Linked DNA regions of Mus musculus: regions 1 and 3 are each linked to region 2. The links are chromatin contacts, called in public HiChIP or PLAC-seq and promoter capture Hi-C maps. All regions are on one chromosome and are shown on one strand. Each heading gives the region's core, a stretch centred on a gene start, on an enhancer-like site or on the middle of the called end of the contact. The rest is flanking DNA. Distances are from core to core; before and after follow the strand shown. Region 1 has its middle 11 kb from the start of Cyb5b. Region 2 holds the start of Wwp2 (WW domain containing E3 ubiquitin protein ligase 2). Region 3 holds the start of Pdf (peptide deformylase (mitochondrial)).

Region 1 (3,633 bases), core at 742-3,241, 300 kb before region 2:
AGGGAAGCACTTGGGTGTGCATGTTGGGCCAGGAATTCATACCTCATGTGTGCTAGACATATATGCTCTATGATGGAGATATACGCCCCCCCCCCCCAGCTCTATCGAAACATTTCTAAGGTAAGGAAAAAAAAAAAACAAACAAAACCAAAAACACCATCCAGACTGTGCAATGTTCACTGTCTTTCCTAACTAAAGGTCCTAAAGTAAGCATTCTTGTATTTACTTTCATTGCATTAAGAAGCTTAGGAAAGAAACACAGAGCCCATGTATGACAGTCTGGACCGGGTGAGTGGAAAGGGAAACTGGGTAAAAGGTGACAAAGAGACTTCACTGTATGGCTTTCAATTTTTCTTTCCTTTTTCTTTTCTTCTTCTTTTTTCTGGCTTTGGAATTAACTTAATTACAATTCCTAAGATCAACATTCTGCTATAAACAGAAAAAAATGATGCCTGGTTCTCTATGTACAATAATAAAGCTCTCTTATGATTTATTTATTTTTTTATGCACTGGTGTTTTTCCTCCGTGTGTCTGTGTGAGGGTATCAGGTCCCCTGGAATGGGAGTTACAGACGGTTGTAAACTGCCATGTGGGTGCTGGGAATTGAACCTGGGGCCTCTGGAAGAACAGTCAGTGTTCTTAACCACTGAGCCATCTCTCCTGCCCTCCAAATAAGGTTTCCTCAAGTATTGATTCGCACTTCGTGTTTATAAAGACAAAGCTCTTGATTTTTCTCCTTCTACTAAATAAGACATTTCAAGCCTGTGATTACATTTCCCCGAATGCTCTCCGCTGTGCTTCCCTGTTGGATAATACCTTCGCTTGCTAGCAACTGTCTGAATAGTCAAAATAAGATACAAATGTTTAAAAATCTTGTTACAAATATTTATTCATACTTGGGACATTCCTGTAAAACTACACAGTCATCATGGACCGTATTTTAGTGGACAAAAAAGTTAGAGCTACTTAAAATTTGTCCATTCTAAAACATTTTATCATGTCTGTGATCCCTAGTACTTTAGACCAATAATTAAATTAATATCTATCACTAACACATTTCATGTAAGCTTCTAAAAAGTAAAGACAATCAGGTGATTTCATTAATGAAAAACTAAAACCAAAAACCCTTCAGCCTCAAAAGAAAAATTGTACTTTTATATTTCTTTTCTTTGATATTTTTTTGTAGTGAGACAGGGTCTCACTATGTTACCCTAACTTCAATGGAACTCACTGTATAGACCAGGCTGGCCTTGAATTCTCAGAGTTGTGCAGTGCCACTGGAGGCCCACTTTTATATTTCTTTTTTCTGCTCTCCCCTCCCCTCCCCCCTCCCCTCCCCCTCCCCTCCTCCTTCTTCTCTCTCTCTCTCTCTCTCTCTCTCTCTCTCTCTCTCTCTCTCTCTCTCCCTCTTCTCCCCATCCCTCTCTCCCCAGGGTTTCTCTGTGCATCCCCGGTTGTCCTGGAATTCACTCTGTAGACCATGCTGGACTTGAACTCAAAGATCGGCCTGCCTCTCTCTGCCTCCTGAGAGCTAGGGCACCGTGTGTGCCACCATGGCCTTGCTCTTTGCTCCTAAAAACATCCAATGTCTTTGATAATTTTGATATCAATGTAATGCTTCTATGCTATGACTGTGTTAGAACTTCAATAGCGACTGTGTTGTGGGAACTTCAGCAGTGAGCATAGAGAGCTAAAATGTTGCAGGTCCAAACCCAGAGTTATCTTGGACTAGCTTAGTCTTTTAAATAGCCAACCAATCGCCTTCCTGTTTATGAGATTTAATACTCTTATGATCAAAACTCAGAAACAACTTAGAAGGATCGTCCGTAAGGAAATCTGTGGCACCCGGTGAGGGCTTGCCTGTCTTTGCTTTCAGACACCACCTTCTCTATCATAAAATCCTCAGACTTTGTAGGTCCCTGCTCCTCTTTGGCTTGCCCCAGCGTTGACTCTTCTATTTATACTCGAGAGGCTTAGAACTGCTGAGTCATAGCCCTTACAGCCTTTGCCCGCCCTCAAGGACTCTATTGCAGCCTTCTGCCAACAGCCTTGGGCTTTGTTCTACAGATGGGGCTCTCTCTCCTTTCTCTCTGTTCTCTCTCTCTCTTCCCCCTCCCTCTTCCTTCATTAAGTTACTCCCTCTCACCCCCCCTCCCCTCCCCCTCCCCCCTCCTGCCCTCCTCCTTTCTCCTCACAAAAGGGGAGGCATATCAAGTTGAAGGAAGACTAGGCACATCTTTTTCTATTGAGGCTAGACAAAGCCGCCCAGTTGGAGGGAAAGGGATCCAAAGGTAGACGAAGTAGTCAGAGACAGCTGCTCCTCACACTTTAGGAGTCCCACACGAAGAACCAGCGTCACAACCGTTACATACAGGTAGAAGGTCTGGGTCCATTCCACGCATGCTCCCTGGTTGGCAGTTCAGTCTCTATGGGCTCAGGTTAGTTGATTCTGTAGGTTTTCTCCTAGAGCCCTGGACCCCTCTGGCTCCTTCAATCCCCACCACCCCTTCCATAGGATTCCCCAAGCCCCGCTCAATGTTTGGCTGTGCATCTCTGCATCAGTTTCTATCCATTGCTGGGCGAAGTCTCTCTGATGACGGTTATGCTAGGCGCCTGTCTACAAGTGTAGTAGAATATCATTAATAGTGTGTCGGGGATGGGGGTGGGGGTTGGGGGCCCCTCCCTCTCCTGGCACAGGTCTCAAACTGGACCAGATGTTGGTTAGCCTACCCTCCACCCAGGGTTCTGTCCCCTCTTTTGTGGCTTCTAGTTTGGAACTCTGTTCCTCCTCCCTTCCCCCTGATAAAGCCCTTCGTTTTCGGAGAACCCTGTTCCCTGTGCTGTGATTTCAGAACTGGGTTGGGTGTTCCTCCGGGCTTGGAACTTACTCTCTTGTCTCGATCCACTGATTTCCTAAGATGCTAGGATCTCAGCTGTGAGTTTGGGCACAAAGACATGTCTACATTCTCTCTCTTTTTCCAGACCCATTTGCTTTACTAAACATTTCCTCCCCAGTGGTTGGTGTTCCTGCTGCTTACACAGTTCTTCTTCCTCTTCCCTGTGACCTGCCTTTCTCTGGCTGAGATAGAACGTTCTTCTCCCCACCTTGACGCTCCCTTCTGGCTACGTGGGCTTTGTTTGTTTGTTTGTTTGTTTGTTTGTTTGTTTTGTCTGCCTTTGCTGAGTGTTCTGAGCCCAGTCTGATGTCATTAGGCTCAACAGTAAGTTCCCAAGGAGGTTGGTAAATGTAACTGTTGGTAAATGTAAATGCTACTATGTCTCATAATATTAAAAATAAAATAAAGGACAAGGAAAAGCAAGGAAGAAAAGAGACAGTTAGAAGGCTATAGGAATGAAAGCATCTTTAGTGGGAGATAGAGAGATGGCTCAGTGGCTGAATGAGCTTACTCAGGACCTGAGGTTGGGTCCCAGCACCTATGCTGGGTGGCTCACAACCGCTTGTGACTCTGGTTTGAGGGGCTCTGACACCTTCATCTGGTCTCCAGTGACACCCACACACATGTTCACATCCTCACACATCCATGTTAATAAAAAAATCCTTAAAAGAGATGTTTTTAATAAAGGAGGAGTTCTGTATGAGACTTTGTCCAAAGCTAAGGTGGCTGGGTGTTT
Region 2 (3,693 bases), core at 327-2,826:
TCAAATTCTAGCAACCACATGGTGGCTCACAACCACCCATAATGGAATCTGGCGCCCTCTTCTGGTGTGTCTGAAGACAGCTACAGTGTACTTATAATAATAAATAAATAAAATCTTAAAGAAAGAAAGAGAGAAAGAAAGAAAACAGAGACATAATCCACCAAAGTCCCCAGTTCTGGGAAAGTCTCTAGATGCATTCATCTCGCCTTTTGGCTTCTGTAGTTCTGTTGCTGTTTCTGCTAACTGGAGCATGTCGACCCAGGACGCGAATTTTGCGCTTAAAACCTCGCCCCGAGAAAGGCTTGATACTACACAGGGATCCTGAACACCCAGTGTAGTCACAGGGTGGCTAATAAAGACTTTCTCTTGGTAGATACCCCACAGCAAAGACACCGGACACACAGGTGGTACACAGATACACTTCAAGAGAAACATCTATGTAATAAAATACAAATGAAAATGTAATATTTCAGTTAACAAAAACCCAACAAAAATCCAGGTAATCAGAACAATTAACTCGGTGGTGGATGCCAGCCTAGGTTACATAAAATCTTGCCCCACCTGTCTCCTCTCTCACCCCTAACCCTCCACCCCAATGGTATAAACTGGTAATCCTAACTACTCAGAAGCTAAGGCAATGGAATTAAAAGTTCTTGGCCAGTTGGAGCATTTAAAATAAGACCCTGTTCCAAATAAAAACCAGAAAGGAAGCAAAATGGCTGGGAACATAGGTCAGTTGGGACGCCCTGGACTAGTCACGTTCAACTGTCAATCTTGCAAAACCCAGAAAGTTTCTGTTGTCCAGGCTACGGTGAGGTATGTCTACAATGCCAGGAATCAGGTGGCCAAGGACAGCGCTGGGTTCCAGGTCAGCCAGGGTTACTTACATAGATTCCCTGTTTGTTAATTCATAATGTTCAGTTTACTCCGTAGGGGAGGGGAGCGGGGGGGGGGGGATGGGAGTTGGTTCCCCATGGGGAAGACACGTAGGGACTCCGGAAGTTTTGAAAGGGTGTCAGGTTGTCGTGTGTCATGTCCCATGCTCCACTCCCGTCCCTCTTTCCAGTTTTGCTTCTTGGAACAACAGATGCCTTACAAAGGCCAGGGCATTTATACTTCTAGAACTGAGAACAAGGCCTTACAGAGTTGGCACAAGCTAACGACATTACATGGGATGCTCAAGTTTGATCAGTATACATCTGTGGTACCAAAACATCCTTTGCAAATTTGGGGACATGCTTAGAGTTACACGGTTTATCTGACACTCAAGTTTGGAGGGGGGGAGCGTACTGTTTTTTATCCAGCAACTCCTTCAAGACTTGACTTAACTGATCGGATGGTCTTCTCCCACCTGTACCATGGCGGGAAAACAACTGTACTTGCTTCCAAAGGCATACATAAAGACCCCGGGGCCCGGTGAGCCCTTATTTTATACGTTTGCTCGGGCACAGCCCGGGTGATCCTTGCAATCCCGGCCCTGAGCGGGTCAAACGCTCGCCGCCCGGGTCCTAGGTGGTCCGCACCTGCGCGCCCCGGCCAGCCTCTTCCGGGTCAGGTGACCGCGCACGCCCACGTGACCCGGCCCGAGTGCGGGCGCTGGAAGGCGGAAGTGGAGCGGAGTTAGGCGCCGCTGGTGTGGCCGCGGCAGGTAGGTGGCGCGGGGGCACTGGGGGGCTCGGCAGCGAGCGGGCGGCGCGGGGCAGCCAGGGGGCGGCGGGCGGCGCGAGGGGCCGGGGGCGGCGCGGGGCGGGCGCCGGGGGGCGGCGGCTTCCTGTGGGAGGGGCCTGGCGCGCGGTTCCGGCCTCCGAGGAGGGATGTCCCGGCTCGCGCCCGGGCGGGGTGGGCGCGGGGCCCGGCGGGAGTCGCCCGCTGGTGGCGCTTCCGGAAGGAGACCCCCAGCCCCGGGTGCCTGCGGTGCGGAGGAGCCGTGTCTGTCTGGGAAGGGGGCCCGACCTCAGCCGGGGAAGACTCATTTGCTCCCTGGAAGGGGCTGCCTGGGAGTGGGCGTCTGGCTTGTAGGGACAGGGAGAAAAAAATCTGGACGATGCGGCCTGGACCCCATTCCAAGAGTCTTTTTTCCTTCCGTCCTCTTTAAAAAGGATGGCGATCCGGGACTTTGATACCGGTTCTGTTCAGTTCTTTAAACTTCAGGAGGGATCCCTGAGTCTTGATCGTCTGACTCTGGTCACACCCACTTTGCCCTGTTTGGGTAGGGTTTCCACTTGTTGGGAACCTTGCCCATCAGATCGTCTTTCTTTGAGATGCTCCCGGATCGGGTCATCTTGGAGGCCACCAAAAAAAAAAAAAAAAAAAAAAAAAAAAAGACGTGTAGGTGCTTTGCTGTGATCATAACAAGACTTTTAACCTACACTGTTGTTGGCGACCTGGGCCGGCGTTACCTCAGCAACGCATTGACTGCTGAAGTCATGGACAGTTGAAAGTCTGCCCATACCGATTTGAGACCTCTCAAGCTTAAATTATGCAGCTTCCTTTACCATGTGACTGCTTATCTTGACCAGCTGTGACTAGGTGGGGTGACTGAGAAGTTTCTCTTGTGTTCCTTAGAACTGTGACCTAGATCGTAGTTTTTGAGGTTAAAAATACCCATCTTAAGATTCTTCATCCTCTAGGCCTAGGCCTGAAGATGGCTCCAAGTTCCAAGCCAGCCTAAATAAACAAACAGGCCACCCTCTTTTCCCTTCACTTTTGCTAAGGTTTGCAGAAGTGAAGCAAAGTTTATGAATGCAACGAAGGTCAGGGTTCAAATGGGACATTGACAGGAGCCAGAATCACAGGTCGCTAGGGGGGAAAAAGCACTTTGCATTAATATATTAGGAGTTGAAGACTTGGGGGGTATATTATAAGCATTTAAAAGTTAATTTTTGTAGCAGTCTCGAGAAGTCATTCACACTTTATAGATAACAAGCTAAGAGAATTGACTTAAAATAAAAGATGTATTTTTATTTGTGTGTATGTTCCTGTGTGTATGTGCCCACCAAGGACAGACAGAGCATTGGGTCCTTTGGAGCTAGAGATACAGGTGGTTGTGAGCCTCTGGATTTGCATGCTGGGAACTGACCTTTGGTCCCGTGGAAGAGCAGTGAGTGCTTTCGCCTGCATCTCTTTAGTCTCAGCCTGCCTGACATCCTCATTTTGTTTTTCTTCCTTGTTTACTGTCTTCCTGCTAGGACTGTAAATCATTCAAGGGCAGTGATCTTATTTTACCTGACTTCTTTGGCTACTAGCCCCAGGCCTGGTATGTTAGGAGTACTTGGTCAGTGTTTGAGAAGTAAATGAGTTTTTAAAGGTCACACTGCTCGGTGTATGTGGAGAACAAGGGGTTAGAGCATAAGTTTCCCGTCCCTTTCTCTGTTTAGTGTTACTGGTCTATGGAAAGCCAGAACCATGAGGAGAAGGCTTCAGTTGGCTTGTCAGTCTCTTAATTTTTTGTTGTTGTTGAACATTGCACCTTCCCACTTCCCTTCTTTTTGTAATTTTTTATTTTATTTTTTTCCTTTTGAGACAGGCTCTCAGTAAGTTGCCTGGGGTGGCCTCAAACTCCTGTAGCTCAGGCAGGCCTTGAACTTGTGATCCTTCTGCCTCCAACACAACAGTAGTTAGGATTTGAGGCCAATACCACCAGGTCTATCTTAGTCTTTCATTTAGTGACTACATCCCCATCTGCAAAGAACT
Region 3 (3,308 bases), core at 574-3,073, 390 kb before region 2:
TCTTTTGGATATCTGGATTACCTTATCAATCAATTGTAGGCTGTGGGGTTAGAATGTGTCTCATTTGTACAGAGGATGTTTGCCTGCCCACTCCTCTCCATGGGAAATTGTCAGGAAATAGCCACTCCTTTAATGGTACATTTGTAGTCCTGCTGTAATCGTATTCTGTCAGATCTGATTTCAGGGCAAGCATTTCTATCATCTTCATCTCAGACCAGCACACACTGTCTACTGTCGGACTGGAACCAATTCCAAGCTGAAGCACAGATGTGACCATCTTAGTCTGCATGCTGGATTTCCAGATCCTCAATTCAAGGAGAGTGTTAGTCATTCACCTCCATCCAGTGGAGATTGGTAAATGTCCCACTGTCCATTTTGTCGATGAACAAGCAGCCCTGCAAGTGATCCATCTCATGCTGGATGATTCGAGCTGTCCAACCACTTGCCGACCACACCACTGGCTCTCCTTTTGGGTCCAGTCCTGCAAAGGAAGTTACAGGCTCGATGAGGTGAGGCTTTGCTGAACTCATGCCCAACCTCCTGTCCCTACTTTGTTTCCTGCCCTGGCCATGCCTATTTATATCCTATCTACAGAGGCAGCATCCAAGAGTGAATGTGGATAACAGCTCTTATCCCTCCTAGAAAGGGTACCCCAATTTTGTCCAGTGCCGACTTTTTACTCAGCGTGATTCCCAGCACTACTACAGGGCAAGGATAAGAAATCAAAACTCTTTTCAAGGGCTGTTTATCAAAGGTATTTCATGCCAGGCATGGTGGCACACACCTTTTAATCCCAGCACTCAGGAGGTAGAGGCAGGCGGATTTCTGAGTTCGAGGTCTACAAAGTGAGTTCCAGGACAGCCAGGGCTATACAGAGAAACCCTGTCTCGACCCCCCCCCCCCAAAAGAAAGGTATTTCAGCTTGGCACTGTAGCAAATAACCATATTACATAAAACAATGTGAATGTGAAGCATGGAATGGTTTGTTGCCCTAGTCTGGGTAAATCTGGGTCCCACTTTCTTACACAAGCCCCACCACGATAAACTGGGAAAATCGTGTGTGCAATACAGACACACTTACATGGGAATCTATATACCTACTCATGAGAAAGGGGAAAGACAGGCTCCATATCTAAGGAATCACCCTGCAACCCATCTAGGCGGGCCTGACCTGCTCTTCAGGAGTTCAGTTGGCTCCCGAGTGCCGCTGTGTCTGCACTGTCTCTAGCCAGAGAGAGCAAGACCACCCCGCTGCCCACGTCCCCTGCACCTGAGATCTGCACGGCTTGGAAGCGAGGCACACACGCCAGAAAGCCGGCGACACTCTCGCAGCCCTCGGGGAAGGTGACCAAGCGGCTGTCCAACACTCTCAGACTGGGGTTCACCAGCACCCGAAGTGGGAAGGGTTCCATCTGACGCAGTTCGCGCAGGCGCGGTGAGAAGGCTCGGAGGAGCTTGTCCGGGAACTCGAGCGCCAACACTTGCAGCGGCACCCCGAGCTGCGGCGCACTAAGGCCCACACAGCCACGCCGTCGCATTACCTGCACCATCCGCCCCACCAGCCGCTGCAGCTCCGGCCCCGCTAGCTGCTCGGGTTCCACCGGGGCCGCCACGACGCGCAGCACCGGGTCCCCGACCTGGCACACGTGCGCGTATGGCGGCTGCGGCGCGCCACATACAAGGCGCCTGAGGTACCGCCAGTAGGAGCGCGTGCGCGCCGGGCCCTCCAAGGCGGCCAAGGAGCTGCACCTCTGCGCCCGGCTCCCCGGAACCCACGCCGGCCGCGGCAGCCTGCCCAGCAGCAACATGGCGCGGGGAGACGCCGCGGCCCTTCCTTCCGCTAGCGCCAAAGACGCCGGGAAGCGTAGTTCCCGTGTAACTTCCGGACGCCCATCGTCGGGAACAGCAGGCGAGTGGCGACAGTTGTCGGTTTTATTAAAGCTGCAAATACCACAGGGCCCGCGCTATCCTGGGCAAAGCAACTGCACACACCTTCCCGCTGCAGAAGCGCGTACCCTCAGGGCTGCTCCCCAGGCTGCGGGCAGGGGACACTGCCTATGGCTCCTCCCTCACTCGGTGGCTCGGCTGGCAGCGGCTCCCCCTCCATGGGCTCCTGAGGCAGCGGCTCCCCTGGTTCCCTCTTCTCTGTTACAGGCTCCATGCTCCGCTGCTCCGCAGGGAGCTCTGGAGCTGGGGCCACGAGGTCCGGCCCCAGCTCCTGCTCATCTAAACAGAAAACTGTTTCTCTCTTAGGCAAAATAAAGGCGAGAGGTTCCTGGATGGCGCTGATGTTCACGTGTCCAAGGTTTCCGTGCTTAGAGAGCTGGGTGGGTGAAATGCCTGACCCAGATGGTAGGGAAAAAGAAATGAAAAAGAAAAAAAAAGTTATTAAATTCAATGCAGAGATCTCAGGGATGGTGTGGGGCAGGGGAGGGGACACTCAGAGAAAAGATTTAACACAATTACATATTTCAATACAACAAGAACATCTTTTTGGGTTTTTTGTTTTTTTGAGACCTGGCTATGCTGGAACTCTATAGACCAGGCTGGTCTCTTATCTCACAGAGATCGTCCTGCCTCTGCCTCCCAAATGCTGGTATTAAAGTTGTGCCAGGCTAAGGGCATCTCTGTAATACAAAAGGACAGTTAGTTATATTGGAGCCCCATTGTAAGGGTGGATGGAGCCTGAGCCAGGAGACACTCAGTAAATACTGGAGTCCAGGCACAGATCCCAGCTATTTGGGAGGCAGAGGCAGGAGGATCTCTGAGTTCAAGGCCAGTTGGGTATACCAAGTTAGTTCCAGGGTAGCCAGTGCTATATACTGAGATCCTGTCTAGTGTCAAACCAAAAACAAGGGCTACAGACATGGCTCAGTGGTTAAGTACTCTTCCAGAGGTCCTGAGTTCAATCCCCAACAACGTGGCTCACAACCATCTGTAATGGGATCTGACGCCCTCTTCTGACATACACGCAGGTGTGCATTCAGATAGAGCACTCACATAAAATCTTTAAAAAGACAAAACGAAAACAACAATGATAAAAGCCAGGCTGTGGTGAAGAACACCTTTAATCCCAGCACTCAGGAGATTTACAGAGTTCCAGGACAGCCAGAGTTTCACAGAGGAACCCCTGAAGAGAAATCCCATATCAAAAAACCAACCAAACAAACAAACAAATTTTTTAAAAAATCTTTCCTTTTATCCTAGCTCTTGGGAGGCAGAGGCAGGCAGATTTCTGAGTTCAAGGCCAGCCTGGTCTACAAAGTGAGTTCCAGGACAGCCAGGGCTACACAGAGAAACCCTGTCTC

The links. Promoter capture Hi-C pulls out the DNA fragments that hold promoters and counts their contacts. HiChIP or PLAC-seq counts read pairs in DNA pulled down with a chosen protein or histone mark.
Region 1: a contact with region 2 is called in an H3K4me3 HiChIP or PLAC-seq map of embryonic stem cells, with 24 read pairs. The contact joins the enhancer-like site here to the promoter of Wwp2 in region 2. A contact is called at or near these places in 7 of 39 promoter capture datasets (the C10 cell line, cranial neural crest, frontonasal cranial neural crest and 4 more), 3 of 484 Hi-C or Micro-C datasets (CD4 T cells, germline stem cells and neutrophils), 9 of 115 datasets of contacts at active chromatin or transcription factors (bone marrow-derived macrophages, embryonic limb bud, embryonic midbrain and 4 more) and 2 of 9 other capture datasets (adipose tissue and liver).
Region 3: a contact with region 2 is called in a promoter capture Hi-C map of liver, with 3 times the contacts expected there. The contact joins the promoter of Pdf here to the promoter of Wwp2 in region 2. A contact is called at or near these places in 23 of 39 promoter capture datasets (the 3T3-L1 cell line, 3T3-L1-derived adipocytes, the C10 cell line and 14 more), 1 of 15 datasets of contacts at CTCF or cohesin (embryonic stem cells), 5 of 484 Hi-C or Micro-C datasets (CD4 T cells, Th17 cells, embryonic stem cells and 2 more), 20 of 115 datasets of contacts at active chromatin or transcription factors (the 230-238 cell line, the NIH/3T3 cell line, astrocytes and 11 more) and 5 of 9 other capture datasets (adipose tissue, embryonic stem cells, liver and 2 more).

What each region holds. Positions count from the first base shown.
Region 1 is chr8:107,137,955-107,141,587 of GRCm38.p6, forward strand. No RefSeq gene overlaps it. Among named protein-coding and RNA genes, the nearest start is that of Cyb5b, 11 kb to the right of the region's middle. Within about 2 kb of position 1,992, at least 158 of the 459 cell types and tissues checked have an H3K27ac peak or open chromatin away from gene starts, as enhancers often do. A contact at or near this core is called in adipose tissue, bone marrow-derived macrophages, embryonic stem cells and 5 more, where this site is marked.
Region 2 is chr8:107,434,794-107,438,486 of GRCm38.p6, forward strand. It overlaps Wwp2 (WW domain containing E3 ubiquitin protein ligase 2), which reads left to right and starts at 1,577. Exons shown (of 24, transcript NM_025830.4): 1 at 1,577-1,648.
Region 3 is chr8:107,046,791-107,050,098 of GRCm38.p6, forward strand. Pdf (peptide deformylase (mitochondrial)) reads right to left here and starts at 1,824. Exons shown (of 2, transcript NM_026513.2): 1 at 1,271-1,824; 2 at 1-481. The coding sequence starts at 1,808. The coding sequence ends at 324. Cog8 (component of oligomeric golgi complex 8) reads right to left here. Exons shown (of 5, transcript NM_139229.4): 5 at 1,919-2,340. The coding sequence ends at 2,018.